Linked DNA regions of Danio rerio: region 2 is linked to region 1. A link is a contact called in public Micro-C data. All regions are on one chromosome and are shown on one strand. Each heading gives the region's core, a stretch centred on a gene start, on an enhancer-like site or on the middle of the called end of the contact. The rest is flanking DNA. Distances are from core to core; before and after follow the strand shown. Region 1 holds the start of foxp4 (forkhead box P4). Region 2 overlaps foxp4 (forkhead box P4).

Region 1 (3,849 bases), core at 78-2,577:
AAACAAAAGTTAATCTTGCTCATTCATTTGTAAATGAAACTCAAAATAAAAGTATTATGTTTTTAAAGTTTGTCATCAACCTGTCTGTTAATTACTAAAGTGAAGCAAAACTGACTAATGAAAATAAAATATTTAATTATGATACGTTCTTTTGACGTAAGTAATGAGGTAAATAACGTTCGTCCCTTTTTTGGGGAAATCTGCTTTTGCGCCAATACTAACTTTACTAATGTCATTGTATTTCGCGGTAATCAATACACTTAAATTAGTGATTATAAATAATTATGAATGCCGAGTTAATGTATTTAAAGTATTTTATGCGTTGCATCTTTATGTTATATTATCTTAATAACACACCGGTACAAATGACACTAAAACAACTATAAATAATTTCAATATGTCCCTTGGATTTTTTTGGTTTTAACAAACGTTATAATTTTAAAAAGTCGGTTTTAAAAATCGGTTTATTTGATAAAAATGAAAACTTACGGATTGTTATGAGTTATTTACATAAGATCTGCTCTCTGTTTCCTGAGGGCCTGTTAAAAACAATCAGCAACTCGGAGAATTAGGGGAAAATTGCTTGAAGGTATATTATTAAAATAAAAAACGTGATTAGACTTTTTAAACTTGTATATTTACATGCAGTTTATTGTCTTGAATTATTTATCATGAGAGTTTTGTACGGCCATCTGATTTCTACATTTCTGTAAGTGAAGCATGGCATTCTTCAAAAGAAAGCAAATGCAAAATAGCACCGATTTATCTCAAACTATTTTATTTGATCTGTCAAAAAAGTCATCTTATAGTTTAGATCAAAAGTAAGGGCAGGCGATAGCCTATTTTCAAACGCAGATGCATGTTTATTAAACTTGTTTGAATCGCTATGTTTTGTTAACTTTATCCAAACTGCTTTTGCGTTCTTATGTATTGTTATAGTGAAGTTTGCGGGTAACTAAATCATAATGATTTATGATTCTCTCGTGAAGAATAAATGCACGCTTTCGTCCCCGGTTTAAAAGTGTCACGTAAAAAAGTTGCATTGTTCCAATGCGAGCTTTAGTATCCCATTTGGCGAAATATCTAAGAAAAAAACTATGACTGTAACATTTATTTCTATTGATCTGAATAAATGTGTGTGATAACACGTCCGTGCATTCAAATGTGGAATACACATTAGGCTAATATTAAAAACGCTGAATCGCGCGAGGAGCAAAGAAGTAAAGAAAAAGAAGTAAAAAAGTGTATATGAACCTGTTAGGATATTGTGAAGAACTCTACTTTCACTCTACGGCTGGACCATGTGGATGTGTCGCTCCAGCTCTCGTGAATGTCCCAGTGATTCCAGAAACCTTCAGAAGAGCAACGCAAAAAGGAAAAAAAAATCCTGTTCTATGAGTGATGTCTTCAGACCATTACTTTAAACGACAACTGTCTTTATTAGTCTTCTTTTCCTTTTTACTGGCTTCCTCTCCCTCAGACTGGTCACTCAGTAGGGTGATAAGTGGAAACAATAATCGTGCACTAGCTCAAAGGCTGCATGGTCACAGCGCTCCTCAAAGTTCATGAAGAACAAGCACGCGGCTCTTTACGCCTCCTCGTCGCTTCAGGTCTTCTCTCTTCCTCTCTGTTAGTCACACGGTGAGTTTTCCTAAAGTCCCAATAATGCTTCTCGCTGGAGTTTTTGGCATCTCGTCTGTTCCTCGCTCATTCGCAGAGAAATCAGTGTTGAATTACTCCGCTTGTGTCTTGTGTTGGCGATGTGTTAGGGGACAGTTTGCTCTACCGTAATGCGTCTAGAACAGGCGCGCTGCGCACATCTGCGCTGCCGCTCTGATTGAACACAATACAAAAGCTCGCGCGCTCCGGGTGCTGATCTCTTCACCTGCGCGCGCATCGCGGGTTTAGTTGGGCCATTGTGGCCGCGGACGAGCAACAGATGTTAGTCAAAGGACAGCCTCACCATGGGAACCGTTACCTACTCCACATCTCTACTCTTTAGGAAATAACAAGTCCGATCTTGCAACACATTTGGTTTTGCTGTCGATAAGTGTTTATTATAATTGTTGTGAAATGCGAATATTTAAACATTTCTACAACAACAACAACAACAACAACAACAACAACAACATTAGCAATAATAATTTAGTAATCTGGTATAGCAGTTGTATTTGAAAAAGTTGCATTGTATTTCATCATCATAATAAGCATAATCAAGACAAAATATTCTAGACAAAATCTAGATAATGTTGAATAGTACACTGATATATGTTTTAATAGTTTGATAGTTAAGAAATACTGTTTTAATTAGTATACTGTACCATTATCATAATTAAATTATGAATATATCATAATTTGACTATTAATAAATAACATTATAATAAACAACTAATAACAATACTGTATTATTATTAATATGAGTATTAATAATGATAATAATAATAATAATAATTTAGAAGTAGTATGGCAGTAGTAGTACAAAAGTTGTATTTGTAAATTTTTATTGCATTTCATCATCATCATCATCATCATCATCATCATCATCGTCATCATCATCAACAAAAATATGCAAGACTCAAATAAATAACATTACTATACTTTATCATCATCATCAACATCAAATTATGTATACCTATTAATTAAATTAATTATCGAGTAATAACATCACAATAACAAAACAATTAATAACAATACTCCATTACATATATTAATATATCATATAATATAATATATACCAACAACAACAACAACAATAACAAAAATAATAATAATAATAATAATAATTATTATTATTATTATTATTATTATTATTATTATTATTATTATTATTATTACAGTGTCTTACATTTGATCTTAATAATGATGATGATGAACTTTAATTAAAAAGTAATAATGATAAGAAGAACAATGGTAATAAATAATAATTATAATAATAATAATAATAATAATAATAATTATTATTATAATTATAATTATTGTTGTTATTATATATGTATTTATTATAATTATTATTATTTATTCACATTGCACTTTTTATCATTTTTACCTATTATCATCATGATCATTAAGATAAAATGTAGATGATATAGATATGATATAGATATTGCTGTGTAGTATTATTATTTAATTAATAAATAATTGATATATTCATGTTCTAGTATATGATATACACAAACAGATAACATGAAGACTATACATGAAAACAACAATAGCAAGGAGAGTTATTTATATATAATACCTGATGAAATGTATAAAAGCCTTTGTGTATTTATGTGTATCGACAGTAACTGAACTGTTACTATATCATTTACTAAAAGTGTAATTACTGTAGATACACATCACAAGCGATGGTATCTCTATAAAATTATTATTGAAAATTTCAACAATTAGGACCATGTAGGATATGGGCAAGTTGTTAATTTATGAATATGACTTCAACTTTTATTGGATAGTCAAGGTGCTTTATCAGTAATCTGTCATCTTATCAAAAATGTTGAAACTTGATTTATTTTATGGTCAGTGGAAACTTTCTATCAGCAAAAAACATCTCTTTTACTTGAACCATCAAAAAAGGCAATCATTCACATCGCCACTGGACAATAGGATACGACCCCCATTAGTCAAGACATATTCATTAGAAAAATCAATAATCCAAGATGTAGCCATGCTGGCTTAAAATGAAGGCAGCAGGCTCATAAAACAATGCTGACTTCACTTCTGCCATATGGACTTCAGAGTCCTGGCCAAAAAACACAGAGCCTGACTGAACTTTCGCACCGTATATTTATAGCTTTAGATTTATGGGAAAAAAAGTTATTTGTCAACTTCCAAATTTATAACTGCATTTTA
Region 2 (3,915 bases), core at 509-3,008, 150 kb before region 1:
CTAATTTCCTACTCAATTATGCATTGTAATGACATTTTCAAAACTTATCTTTGCTGGATCAGCTTGTTGGATGGTAAAAATACTTATTTTTAAAAAACAATTTATTTTTATCCATCAAAAAAAAAAAAATTTAGATATCTGGTAAAACTTGTTTTAAAATAAAAACTGTAGCCTAAAGCCAAATAACACACAGTCCTGCTCAATTAACTTTCTTTGAATAATAAAAAAAATAATTTGTCTTAAAGCAGGGGTCTCAAACTGCTGGCCCGCAGGCAATTTGCCGCCTACCTCCTCCTCCTTCTGGCCTGCAACTGACGTCAATAATATAACAAGAACCCACCCCCAAAGCATATATTTTTAAATTACTATCATTGTTGTGCAGTGGTCTTGTGGTTTTGACCGGCCACCTACTGGACATTTAAACTACTGTAATATATTCGGGATACTTTCGGTTTCTCTCAGCATGCGGTCGAGAGTAACGCACATGCAGATGGGGCTAATTTAAACATTGAAATGTATTTTCAAAAGTGGTCTATTTTTACTAAAGCTCAAATTTTTTTTTTTAAATATTCAAGGGTCATTTGATTATAATTAGTTTTATACCACTTGTATTGTGTTGTACAAACACATTTCCATGGAAAACACTATGCCGGCGGTGTAAATATGATAATTTTGCTAATATTCCATTCAAATGGTCTCACCTCAATTAATAGATTTTCCTCATATGCATATTAAAATGTGTATAAACTTTGCATTTGTAAAATTTGACTAAATATCTTCTCCCTATTTGTTATATTTTTACAAAAAAAAGATATAGAAAATAATTAAAGCAAGTAATGTCAAGTTGTTTAATCTGCTCTTTTGTTAAAGCAACAATTGATTGTGACATAATAATAATAATTATTATTATGCCTGTTATTAAAATGTAATATTTTCATAGTAATTTAAACTACCCCTTCAATATGTATCAATAAGAAATAAGGACAATAAGGATCTTTGACTGCATATACTCTGGAGAAAAATGTCTGAGTGCATCAGTTACATCAGGTTTCCACTTTTTTGTTGTGCTTGAATGTTAAAGCGGCCCTTCTATTAACTGTCAGTCACTGATATGGTTCCCGCCAACTTGAGTTTGAGACCCCTGTCTTAAAGCCTTCTTCTATTGATAATTTTCACAATTTATGATGGCATAGCAGTCAAAAATGGAATAAATGAGCTCATACAGAGGTCATAATCTGGATTTTGTTAGTGGGAGGGTGGGTCTTTCAAACCACCTGAACCCCCCCCCCCCCCCCCCCCCCCGCTAAGTGCCTGTAAAGTTAGTATAATTTATTACTAATTAAATTATTATTACATAAATTCTTAAGTTAAAAATATTTTGTGTGTTTTGCTTTTAAATGTTAAACCCCATAGCATTTATTCTGGTGAAAAACTATACTGGATTCTCAACCTGTTGGATAATACTACTACATAAAACTAGAAAGTTACTAGCAGGCTGTAAGTATCACTGTTTTGTTAACTTTTTAATGACCAAATATCAAAATAGTGAACCTAATTTTCCTTAAATTACGTTGTTTCGAACTATTTTTGTTTCTGTTTTTGCTGTATGCTCCTGCTGAGGCTTTGGCAGCAGGAGTGTGCAATTATTTGTAATGCCAATACAGCACATTAAAAAGCAAGTGTCGTCATAGTGTGTGTCACTCCAGCGGGCGCCACTGAAAGGAAGAGGAGGAGGGAGTGACTGGAGATATTCTCTTGTGAGGATAATTTTGCATTCTGCCTGTTAACTGAGTCAGCTCACGGGGATGTTGACATGCCGTTTCACAGCTCTTGATTCCTCCGGGAGAAAACATCTCTCTCACGGTCCTCCTTCCCCTCTCCCTCTTTCCCCTCGATTGTTGCATCTCTTTCAGAGACACTTGCCCTGTAACCACACTCGTCCTCGTTTGACATTCCTAAGCGCCATTTAGAGGAAGTGTGGAGGCAGTCGGCCCCTCTTAATCAAGGGGCGACACACTGACTCACAACGCTCCAAGACTGCCACTGTACATGTTAGAGGCACTAAAAAGTGTTGATTCTCACACATACGGTGGGATTTTACTGCACATATGAGACTGTGGGAAAATTTTGAGAAAAAAAGCTAAAAATAAATAAATTAATTTTCAACTGAGTCATACAAAATTTGAGTATTTACAGCAGGATATTTTGGGTGGCTACTAGGGTAATTCTAGGTGGTTTCTAAGGTGTTGTACAAGTGGTGGGTGTCATTAGGGTTTCTATGGGGTTTATAATCTATTCTGGGTAGTCAAGGGTTTCTAAGCAGTTTCTTATGACTTATGAGTGCTATGGGTTGTTAGCTAGGCTTTTCTGGGTTAGTACTAGAACATAAGTAGTTGTCAGGGTATTTTAAGTACCCACATAGCAAAATTTCTCTGTGAATTACAAAACATGCCAGGACCAAGTCTAGCTTCTAGAAAAGGGCCAAACATGGACCATATCTGGGTCAAGTCTCAGCCAAGTCATAACTGGGCCATATAGGTTGGTGTGTCATGATTGAAATAAAATTGATAAACCCATGAAGCATTGCGGTTTAGGCACACAATAGGCATGCTTTTTCTCAAAGTGACCTGATTGGTAGAATTTTTTCTTTACTCAAAAATAATTTGAATGTGTTTTCAAAGTGGGTCAAGACAGGCCAAACTTACGTAGCCCACATCTAATGTTTAACATCTGGGCCAAATACATCTGGCCCTAATCTTGTGTGTCGCCTAAAAGACGGTGCCACCTCTGCCAAACCTGGGCCATGTTTGAGTCACATGTTGTATGCTAGTGCCGGATGAATGCCTCCTGTGCCAGCTTTGTGCCAAATCTTGGCCAGAATTCTTTGCTATACCCGAGTATGCAGAGTTCAAACCAATCCTGGAATTATGTATTTGCAGGAGTAAATTACAATCAATGCAAATGTGCTAAAAGAGGCAAATTATCACCATATGGTGCATATGAAGAGGAATGAACAATGCATTTGCAGCAAAAGTATGAAATTCACCTCAATTGTGTCTATCGTGCAAGTTTAAATAATTGAACTCAAGCAAAAACATTGTGTGAGTTGAGTAAACTAGAGCAAGTCATACAATGCAATAGACAAGGATTCGCATCATAGGCAGGGCTTCTGTCTGCCTGGTGACTCTAGCTTCATTGCTAAATGGCTAACATGGATATTATTGAGAGAATAGCTATGGTTGTTTGCTTTAGGAAGGCTGAAAAACAGCATAGATTTATTTGCCCACTAGATCCATTCACAGATGCACCCAGCTCTGAGTTCATCAACTCCTCTAGAAACTATATCAGGGTGATAAAAGCTTTCAGTGGTGCTTCAGACTGAGCTGAGCCCAGTTTGCTAAACTGTTGTCTGGTGTCGGCAAGAGGGATTTGCCTTGGGACACCAACAAAAGGCACTCCATCATAATCACGCCCCTACAAGAAAAAACGCCTGATTGGTTAACGTGACGCGATTGTCCACTGAAGTTCAGATTTTCCAACTCCAGTGATTTGTGCGATACGCGCATCAAGTGCGTCAAGTGCACAAACACTCAACTCGAGCTATTTCATTCGCGAAATGGACGGGAGTATATCTATTTGCGTCTTTGCATTGATTTAACATGTAAATTATGCGTGCTTGACGCTTCATCCGTGCCTGGTGTGAACACAGTCTAAGGTGCTATAAATTGGTTCTTAGAGCATCTGGGTGAATGCTAAAGTGTTCTGAGTGTTTGATAGGCTGTTCTAGGTTATCCTTATAGGTTATGAGTGGATGTTATTTGGATGGTTTCTTGCAGTTTTTTTCACGCAATTTCTAAGGAATTATGGCTGATTACTGAAGTTTGTGAATGGTTGCTAAAATGGTGTTGGTAGCTG

Evidence for each region. A called contact is a pair of places that touch in the nucleus more often than the background predicts.
Region 2: a contact with region 1 is called in a Micro-C map of caudal fin, with 3 times the contacts expected there. The contact joins the enhancer-like site here to the promoter of foxp4 in region 1. A contact is called at or near these places in 1 of 18 Hi-C or Micro-C datasets (caudal fin) and 1 of 4 datasets of contacts at active chromatin or transcription factors (embryo).

The regions. Positions count from the first base shown.
Region 1 is chr11:24,020,563-24,024,411 of GRCz12tu, reverse strand. foxp4 (forkhead box P4) reads right to left here and starts at 1,327. Exons shown (of 18, transcript NM_001199491.1): 1 at 1,255-1,327.
Region 2 is chr11:24,169,659-24,173,573 of GRCz12tu, reverse strand. The region is part of intron 10 of foxp4 (forkhead box P4); the gene reads right to left. Among named protein-coding and RNA genes, the nearest start is that of mdfi, 45 kb to the left of the region's middle. Within about 2 kb of position 1,758, at least 4 of the 62 cell types and tissues checked have an H3K27ac peak or open chromatin away from gene starts, as enhancers often do. A contact at or near this core is called in caudal fin, where this site is marked.